Linked DNA regions of Gossypium hirsutum: all the other regions are linked to region 2. Evidence: chromatin contacts called from public Hi-C data. All regions are on one chromosome and are shown on one strand. The core of a region is the stretch at or near the end of the contact, and the rest is flanking DNA. Distances in the headings are between cores, read along the strand shown. Region 1 holds the start of LOC107960052. Region 2 holds the start of LOC107960059 (O-glucosyltransferase rumi homolog). Region 3 holds the start of LOC107940888 (internal alternative NAD(P)H-ubiquinone oxidoreductase A2, mitochondrial).

What was found. A called contact is a pair of places that touch in the nucleus more often than the background predicts.
Region 1: a contact with region 2 is called in a Hi-C map of leaf, with 2.7 times the contacts expected there. The contact joins the promoter of LOC107960052 here to the promoter of LOC107960059 in region 2. A contact is called at or near these places in 4 of 34 Hi-C or Micro-C datasets (all in leaf).
Region 3: a contact with region 2 is called in a Hi-C map of leaf, with 2.3 times the contacts expected there. The contact joins the promoter of LOC107940888 here to the promoter of LOC107960059 in region 2. A contact is called at or near these places in 4 of 34 Hi-C or Micro-C datasets (callus and leaf).

Annotation. Positions count from the first base shown.
Region 1 is chrA07:18,632,490-18,635,901 of Gossypium_hirsutum_v2.1, forward strand. It overlaps LOC107960052, which reads right to left and starts at 1,356. Exons shown (of 6, transcript XR_005930454.1): 1 at 1,135-1,356; 2 at 507-624; 3 at 337-424; 4 at 63-112.
Region 2 is chrA07:18,834,219-18,837,475 of Gossypium_hirsutum_v2.1, forward strand. It overlaps LOC107960059 (O-glucosyltransferase rumi homolog), which reads left to right and starts at 1,801. Exons shown (of 6, transcript XM_016896266.2): 1 at 1,801-2,197; 2 at 2,292-2,902. The coding sequence starts at 2,084.
Region 3 is chrA07:19,033,332-19,036,958 of Gossypium_hirsutum_v2.1, forward strand. It overlaps LOC107940888 (internal alternative NAD(P)H-ubiquinone oxidoreductase A2, mitochondrial), which reads right to left and starts at 2,074. Exons shown (of 9, transcript XM_016874351.2): 1 at 1,606-2,074; 2 at 970-1,183; 3 at 714-874; 4 at 434-499; 5 at 132-295. The coding sequence starts at 2,037. It overlaps LOC121232186 (a long non-coding RNA gene), which reads left to right and starts at 2,593. Exons shown (of 3, transcript XR_005930458.1): 1 at 2,593-3,067; 2 at 3,143-3,296; 3 at 3,422-3,627.

The DNA of each region.
Region 1 (3,412 bases), core at 106-2,605, 200 kb before region 2:
TTAGTCTCGGATCTAATTGATAGCACAAATAAAACATGAAAAACAGAGTTAGTCAGTAATACCTTTCAAACAGAAATTGCCCAAAGAATCTTGCAAATCCCTCTTGCAGAAGCTAACCATGAAGATTTTCAAGTGTGGAAAGAAGAACCTTTTAGAGAATATTCAGTACGGGGCGCATATAAACTATTACAATATGCTAACTTAGATATTAATAGTTACTTAATATAGACCGAAATCAAAGACTTCTATAGAAAACTATGGGATTTACAGCTACCATAAAAAATTACATTAACAATATGACGGATCTCTTAGAACTATATGCCTACACTAGTCAACCTTAGACACAAGCGAGTGACCACTAACGTCAGATGTCCTCGTTGTTGCTCCGGAGAAGAGGATAGCCACCATGTCTTTAAACAATGCCCTACAATCATTGAAGTATGGCAAAACCTTAATCTCTTTTGGGTTACAACTCATATGAATCAAAATATCTGGGAGTGGCTAACCTAGGTTTTTGAAAAGAGTACTAAGGAATAGTGTTGGACTTTTTGCTGCGCTTTATGGTTCATTTGGAGCTCACGGAATCAGTATGTTCATGAAAGAAAAACTATCTCAGATAAGGATCTGTCACAAAAAATCAGAAGATACATAGTAAAACTCGAAGGGGTACGATAAAAAAAGCCTACCTTTAATACTAAAAGAGTTCATAACCAAATAAGGGCGACAATAGGTACAACGATACAGTTTGATGCAGCCTTCAACAAAAGAAATTCTAGATCGGCTTCGGGTTTAGTGGTTTGGGACCAGATGGGTGAGCTAAAAGCCTCAAAGACGACTCTCCATTATAATATCTCATCCCCGTTTGCAGTAGAAGCTCATGCAGAGTTAGATGCCATCAAGTTAGTATTATCAATAGGTTTAACTTCAGCAACAATAATGGGAGACTCGAAAACAGTCATCAAGACATGTCAATCGACAAATATGGACAAATCAGTACTTGGAGCGATTACTAGAGAGATTCAGAGTAAAAGAACTAGTCTTCAAGAGATCACTTTCTAGTTTATCCACAGATCGGAGAATGCTCATGCCCATAAACTAGCAAAACAAGCACTAGAAAAAAGGGAAGAATCATACTTGGTGGGGGAAGCGCTGAACCACATAGATCTGGTTTCGGAAGGAAGATGGAGAAGAAATCCAAACTGAAATCGTTGTGGTAGAAAAATGGAGTAGTCAAATATTGCAGGTACATAGAAAATTTTTTTGGGGAAGAGCTATCTCTGAACAGACGCGGCTGTTGACATGAAAAGATGATAGGATTAAAGGTGGCCAGGCTGTTCGATTTGATTGGGAAATATCAATATGTTTCCTTTTTATTAATTATTTCTTTTTTACCTTCATTATTTTGTTTCTAATTTTATTTATTTCAATAACAGGCTAATTACAAAAGATAAATTGTATGCCCATTTCCGTTTATTTGTTTGTCCAACAGTCCAAGTGGACCTGAGCCCAAAATTTTTGGGTATTAATTTTTATGGTTTTTTAATAAAAGGCCAGTCAACTCATTCAAAAAAAATATTATAAATATTATCATTTTTATATATTCACATCATCTTCAAATTTTTCTACATTTATTAAAATAGAAATTTAGTTTTTTTTGAAAGTTTGTCATAAGTTTTATTTATTTTTTAATTTTTTAAATACTACTTAGAGATACATGACAAAAGTTCAATCCTACTTGTGTAGTTAAAACTTTTCGCCGCTAGTGGTGTACTAAATAATTATTTTTTTGTTTCCATAAGATATTAAAATATAAAAATTTAATTACCTAGAGTATTTTGAGTTTAGAAGATTTCTCTCCTTTTGTACTTAAATATATAAAAAATTATAAAATAATTTTTTACAGTTATTCAATTTTCAATTTAAATATTGTATTTGTTAGAATTAAGTGACCCAAATTCTTATTTAAATAAAATACAATGGAAAATAAAATAAAAGTAAAATCCATATAGAACTAGACTTCTTTTATTTTATTTTAGAATAAGGTTTTTAAAACCTTATTAAACTCCATCTATTTTATATTGATTAGGATAAGAAGTTTCAATCCTACTAGAATATGGCTTTGCAAGCCTATAAATAGACATAGTCTATTCCTCTTGTATTTGATTCAAATTTTTTGACATAGTGAATTTTCTTCTCCTCTGCCCGTGATTTTTTTCCTGAAAGGGTTTCCATATAAAATTTGTGTGTTCTTTATTTTATTTTATTTTATTTTTCACAAATTGGTATCCGAGCTTCCGGGTTATTCATCTCGATCACGGTAATGGCGTCTTTGAAGTATGAAATTCCATTGTTGGATCGCAACACCAGATTTGCGTTGTGGCAAATTAAGATGCAAGCAGTTCTTGCACAGATGGATCTGGAGGATGCCCTTCTAGGGATAGATAAGATTCCTTCGACATTAACAGATGAAGAGAAGAAGCGTAAGGATTGAAAGACATTAACACAATTACATCTGCATTTGTCCAACGAAATTTTGCAGGATGTGATGAAAGAGAAAACTGCCGCTGCATTATGGAAGAGGCTAGAACAAATATGTATGTCGAAAACTCTAACAAGCAAGTTGCATATGAAGCAGCGTCTTTATGCTCATCGTTTGGAGGAGGGTGCGTCTGTACATGAACACTTAACAGTGTTTAAAGAAATTCTCTCAAACTTGGAGGCCATGGAGGTTCAGTATGATAAGGAAGATCTAGGGTTGATTCTACTTTGTTCGTTGCCCCCGTCTTTTTCAACCTTTAGAGACACGATTTTATATAGTCGCGAGTCTCTCACAGTTTGTAACACCCCTAACCCGTATCCGCTGCCAGAACAGGGTTTCGGAGCATTACTACCATTTGCAGATCACTTAAAAAAATTAAAATACTTACCGATTCAATGCATCATATAAAATAAATATATTACCATTCAATCAACAGTTTGGCACTTGTATAAGCATCAAACAACAACATTGTTAGTATAATTGCACATATCTCATATAAATTCAACATTGATATATCTATTTTCTCGACATGTCGCACTTGAGTTTAATAATAGTCTCAATTACATAATTTCCTTGTATCAACATATCAAAGATAATCATATATGTACATGTCATGAAATATATCATGCTCTTACCGTTTCTTCACAAGCATATATCATTCATTTCATTATATCAATATTTTATGCTTCATCATTTCCATATATTTTATGTATATTTATTCTGGTAATAGCTTATATCAAACTTAACATAAATTATATTCCATGTACTTATACTTATTTTGTTTATCCATTTTCATAATTATTTCATACAACGCTTTTGTACATATATTTCCATATGACCAGTTCTTGTAAACATTTCACACAACCATTTCAT
Region 2 (3,257 bases), core at 551-3,050:
GGTCCCAAGTATATGACGACTATGTTACCAGGACTCTTAAGTTTCTATCCGACGCATATTAACATAAGTTGACCAGTGAGATTAGCACAATGTTCGGAAATTTTCTGCCTATAACAGAAACTCAGGCTGATTGGTAGCAAAACAATTGATGGGAAAATTCCAAAAGATAGATTAAGACAGCAATGCAGCCATAACACTAAACATAACTGTTGTTTTAGGAACTATGTTTCCAAAGAGTCCCATGATGACTCGACCTGAGAGCAATAATTCAGTAGTAATGTTTTAGCTACGTAAACTAAACAGAAAGCAAAAGCTATGGTGGGTGCAACACATTACGTATCCTACGATATTGGAGGAAATTCTAGGGTGAGCTCCACTTAAGCAAAAGCTTTTACCAAAATACCTAAAGATTTACCGATATTTGCAAGACTTTACCAAAATTGGTCTTAAAAGTAAGAAAAAGTGAAGCATACCAGCAGGTTTTCCTGCAATTTCAACATCAAAGTAAACTTGGTGAGTAACTTCATTCAAATGTTCCCTTGACTGTTTTGCCTGCACATTCCATTAAAAAGAACATATCCAACAATCAAATCAACTAATCACATCTGACTAGACAATAAGTGAAGAAAAACAGAAGAAGATACTAACTTAACATTGTATATCGCAGATGAGCTTAATAAACTAGACGCAGAACTAAAAACAGAAAGGGAACCTGAGCCAAGAACTCTACTTATTCTGACGTAGTTATATAGTACAAAATGCATCACAAATTATTCTATTTTGATATTGAGACAAAAATATTGGCATTTTCGCTAAAATCTTTCACTGCGCTTTTAAAACGTAAAATGCTCTCTCAATATAAATTTTTAAAGATGAACGGGCTCGATTAAAAAATTCTCCCCGCAATATTGATTTTTGTAGATTTACATTGGAGTTTTTTTTTTTAAGATTTACTTTGAATTTTAGAGATGAAAGTGAAAATGAGAGAATGAAGACTACTAATATCTTGACACTGCTATTAGATTTGAGAGCATGATCAAATATTTTATTTCACATATCTCATTCTTAATCAGATGTTGAAAAAAATTACCTATAAAAGTAAAAATTTGTTAACCATATTTATATTAAATAATAAAATAATATTAAGGTTAAATAATAGTTTAAAATATTAAAGTTATATTTTGTTTCACAAAAAAGAATTTTTGATTTGCCTTTTCAAAGTAAATAGAAAGTAAAATAATGTTGGATTGGAGAGAGACCCATAGAGCAAATGAAGAAAATTTACATGGAAAAGTAAGAAACATAGCTATGTTTGTATCGACTTGGTTATTAGCCCATCAATGTGTAAGTTCCTCCTTGGAGATCCAATTTATTCATTCAAAAACTGAAAAAAGGTTGTGCTTTGACAATGCTAAAATCACCCTTTTAGCAGGTCAATTGCCACCATCGTATCTAAAAAATTCTTTTTAAGAGTAGTGGCTGACCCTGTAAGCACTCTCTTAATTCAACTAATGGGATTTCATCCACCTCCCTTTTCTCTTGCCATATCAATTATTGGGTCACGATTCTCATCCCAAGTTGGGCTTCAAATACTTAATCCCAAGTTGCCAGAAAAATTGAAATTATTAACTAAGCTATTTTAAGAAAAATTTATTAATCTATTCTTATTCAAGTAATTCCTCAAATTAGAATAAAAATTTATGTTTATAAAAAAATATAATAATATTTTAAACTCAGATGGTTGCCAAAAGAAATTTAATGATTGATTTTAGCTATGATTGAATTCAATGGCATTGGGAGGATAGGACCCCCAAACCATTAAAAACAGAACACAATGGACGGCCTCGGAGGCGGCCTCGGAGGAAGCGAAGAAATTCAATCCACGTGGGAAACCCAATACCATCCTTCCACACACACGACAGGCAGACGGACAGAGAACGCGAGTTTAAAAAAAGTTACCTTAAAAAAAGGAATCACTAATAATGGTTTAAACCTTATGTTCGTCCGTTGTATTTTGTAGCAAACAAAAAGCAGGGGACGCGAACACCATTTGCAGGGAGCCGCTGCAAATGCTCTTTTCAATATGGCGAAACAACACGCCTGGGCTCACTCTGCACATCCTCGTTCGCCTTCTTATCTCTTCTTCTCCGTCGTTGCGCTTTCTTTCCTCTCCCTTATCGCCCTCCTCATCTACAAGGTCCACCTCCTTTTTCTTTTTCTTTTTTAATATTTATCAGCTGCTAATGGAACCAGCAATGTTCTGACTGTTTTTTTTTCCGGTGGAGATTTAGGTGGATAATTTTGCTTCCCAAACGAAAACAATCGTGGGTCATAATTTAGAGCCGACGCCGTGGCATCTTTTCCCGCCGAAAAACTTCACCGACGAATCCCGACATTCCCGGGCTTACAAGATCATCCAATGCTCCTATCTGACTTGTCGCTACGCCGCCACCGTCGGTGGCGCTCAACCTTCGGAGGGGCAGGAGGAGGAACGACGGGGCTTAGTCTCCTCTCGTACCCCTCCACAATGCCCAAACTTTTTCAAGTTCATTTACCGTGATCTTGAACCATGGATGAAGACCCGGATATCCGTTAACCACATAAATGAAGCCAAGGAACACGCGGCGTTTCGTATCGTTATTGTTGAAGGAAAATTGTTTGTCGATTTGTATTATGCTTGTGTACAAAGTAGATTGATGTTTACGCTATGGGGAATTTTACAGCTTATCAAAAAGTATCCTGGGATGGTCCCTGATGTGGATATGATGTTTGATTGCATGGATAAGCCTACCATTGAAAGAGCTAGAGTTGAAAATGGGTCTTTGCCGTTGCCTCTGTTCCGGTATTGTACAACTGAGGCTCACTTTGACATCCCTTTTCCCGACTGGTCCTTTTGGGGTTGGTAAGAATCACTCATTCCCAACTTCATTTGAGATTCTAATTTGTCTACTTTTACTACAAGATCATATCTGCATAATCTGTGTTTACACTTACCATAACCTAACTCCATTCGTGTAACTTAAAACCTCAAGTTACCAAATCAAAATTGTCCCAAACCTAAAATGATATGAATAACTTAAATTGTTAATAATCTGGGTATACCAGGGATTGCAGTTAATTTGCTATGGACTAAGCTCCAGGTGCTAAATTGTTAATGATTCTGTGCAGATAGAATGTTAAATTGAGTAGACCATTTGATGGTAGTATGAATTGTGTGAAAATATGTTCAAGTTGCGAAGCTTAACAACGCTGTACCC
Region 3 (3,627 bases), core at 824-3,323, 200 kb after region 2:
TATTTACAATTTATGAAAACTTACCAACAATTTTTATGCCAGTTGGTTCAAAACTCTATAAGGTGCATATTACCAAGCCATCAAGAAATCTTCATAAAAATAAAAACAATGTCACTGGGATTTTATCTTACCTTCCACCCGGAGATTTCGGAAGTCCTAGAGAGTTCACAAAAGGAGAAGGACCAACACCTGTTGACCATACTAACAATCCATAGGGAACCTCAGAACCATCAGTGAGGACAAGATTTTCAGGTTTAACATCCTTCACAATCCCACGAACTAGACGAACTCCTGACTGAGAAAAAACTACTTGATGAAATAAAAAAAATAAAATAAAATCCTCTCTTCTCAGCAGCCTAACAGAAGATATTTAAACTCCTTCAATGGAGTTAGAAAGCTAAAACAATATTTGCGTCAATCAACCATCTTTTACCTTCGTTAAATGCTTAATTGCATAGCGCCGGAGACGATCGTCAAAGGAAGACAGTATCTCATTAGCCTGAAAAAAAGATAATAATTTTATTATAATTCACAAATCTCCTCAATTCAGCAACTTAAAACAAGGCATGAGCACAAGAAGAATCTCAAGAAGGTCTTCAAGTTTCCAGGCAGAGTTCAGAAAGCCAGCACTGGCTTCAACAAAGATATTAGAAGACAAAAGAACTACATAAATGGCAGTACGGAGGAAAAACTGATATCGTAGTGAAACAAACCTCAATCAGTGTGACATGGATATAGTCTTTTACATGAGTGTATCTTTCATGAACATCCCTCCTAATAAAATCACTAAGTTCACCACTAAACTCAACCCCGGTCGGACCGCCTCCTACAACAACACAATGCAGCAATCTACGTTTCTCTTCTTCAGGAAGCCCTGCCTCGACACCGAACCAATAGGTAAAACATATAATCATACTCAAGAAATTATTTTCCATTACAGCAGGTAGAAAAACCAAAGTGTGGCATTACCCGGCACATCGGATAGCATCAAGTTGAGAAGTAGCTTCCTCCGAATTTCCTGAGCATGGTGAACTTCACGCAGAAAAATAGCATGTTCCTTCACACCATGGATTCCGAAAGTCGATGCCTGTGCTCCTGATGCAATTACCAACTTATCATATGAAATCTTAAACTTCCATGGGTCCAGGGTGTCGGTTCCATCAGTAACAGTCTCACAATGCACCTTCAAATACCCAAAACCAAATATTCCATGATCAAAAGGTCAAAAATCCAAAATTTCCTACTGCATTTTATTTTTCATCAAACAGAACAAGAACAAAGAACTTTCCGAGTACAGTGAGGGAATGCTACCAACAAGCTTAATTCAACAATTGCATTCTACAAAGCAATATCTAGACATACGATCCATCACTATTCTCTAGTTCAAAAAAGTAGAAATCTTTAGTAAAATTAAACTAAATTCAATACCCAAAAGCCCAAAGCCAAAAATTTAAACAATCAAGCTAATTTTAGAATCATAAAAGGACTCCCAACCTTAAATTGACATTCAACTCAGCCAACAGTCAATGCCTTTTGATTTTAGTTCTCCCAAAACGGAAATAATAACTAATTAAACCCAATAAAGGCGACATATTGTTGAAATACCTCATGGTTTTCAGTATCCACTGCAGTAGAATTGGCAAGAAAAAAATAAGATCCAGGTGCTGAAGAGATGGAGGGCTGAATCCTCGCAATGGGTTCGGCAACGGACCTGAACTCAAGAGTCCCAACACAAGTAGAAGCCAATAGGGGAGTAAATACCATATGGTTCCTAGGCGAGACACAAACGATGTCATACAGCTTGGGGTCCAAGCCTTTCATTAGCCTGCAACCAGCCCATCCAGATCCTAACACCACCACCCTTGGTTTGTCGTGTGGCTTGGTGGGTCCGAGACCTGATGGCTGAGCCTGAGCCGAGGCAGGGGGTTGGTTGGCGGTGCTGAAGTTGGATAAAGAAGCTTGTAGAAGATTTTTGGTGATGGGGGTTTTGGATTTGATAGGTGTGGATAGTTTGATCAAGTTCCTATACCAAAACATGGCTGCCTGATTACGTTTCTTTCATAAAACAATGAGAGATTGCTTTGGGGGAGGATGTATTGGGATTTGGGATGGGAGAGTTTCAGTCAACTTCAGTGGCACGTGTCAGGTGATGGTTGAAATTTGCATGCAAATAGAAAAGCCCATTCCCTCACTGGGCTAAAATTTTCTAAAAGAAGCATCATACTCCATTTAGACTGTGATTAGAAAGAAATGGTTGAAGTACATTTACACCTTTAAGTAGGCTATAGCATGTTACTAATTTGGCTATCCTCTCATTTGTGCCATTTAGATCATGGGACTCCATTGAACTTTCGTGAAGAAGGAAAAAGCATCACTTGCAGAAGAGACTCCTATGGAAACATGTGGGAAAGAGGAGATGCAGACCAAACAAGTCATCTATGGCAATGCTAATGCCATCATTCCCATTCACTGAGAGAGAGTAAAACATTGGCAAGTCACGGTCAATACATCTGAGTCCTAAAGTCTACAAGTCAACAACAGATTATCTCGGATAGTCTCTGTCAGATGGGAATAGTTGGCAAAATTGTCGGTAGTTAATATACCTCCTTCCTGGCAATTAACATGGTTAAGCATTGTGTTCCTTTCTCCTCTCTTGCTGCTTCCATTTTTCTCTTACTTTGTTTTATCTTTTCATTAGTTGCAATTGGTGTGTATTTGAAAGGTTATTTATTAATGTAACCAAGAGAAAAAGGTGATGGTAAGCCTTTGGCAAACCTTTTCAAACATTCTTAGATGAGCTTTAATTTTCAGGTCATAAAAGTATTCCACCCTGAAAGCTCCATAGCTAACAAAGAGTCTAAAAGGTTGCAGAGGCAGAAGACGAATAATACTCCTTACAGTGAACATGAGTATACTGATGGAGACCAGATTTCACAACATAAAGACAACAGGTGTGTTCCTCTGGGATTAAAGTCAATGGAGGGCACAGAAGTTTATAAGACCATCTCAAAACCGCCTCAATATGAGTTTGCTTGCTGGGTGTACTGGATTAAAACAGATGTAGACTGTAAGTAAAAATCTAACCATATTGCTCATTCAAATGATTTATCCATTGTCTGAAATAGTGGATACCAAAAAACAGGGATTAAAATAGCAGTCGGGTAGTGGAATAGAGGCTGGTGTATAGCGGTTGGGGTGCCATCCGAAATCGCTATTGCTGAAATAGCTGTGTGAAGCGGAGTCACACCAATAGCAGTGGATCGTGGTTGCAATTTAATGGGTAACGGTCAATTGCGGTAATAAGAGTCGTTATTTCCGTTATTTTTTTCGTTATTCCCGTTTATATCTTCTTCTTTTTTACTTTGTTATTAGTTATTAGTTGTGTGAATTTTAAAAAAAGTCACAACCGCAATACCTGCAGTGACCGCAATAGCATCCATTATGTTCGTAACCGCGATAAACATAACGCGACCAAAAACGCAGCCACAACCGCAATTTAAATCCCTGCAAAAAAGTTTCCCATAAACTACAAGTATTACTATTATCATAAAATAAGAGGTCGTGGGGGCAGGAGCAGTGATCCGGGATCACAAAGGCTCTTGGATTGTTGGCTCATATGTCATTTCG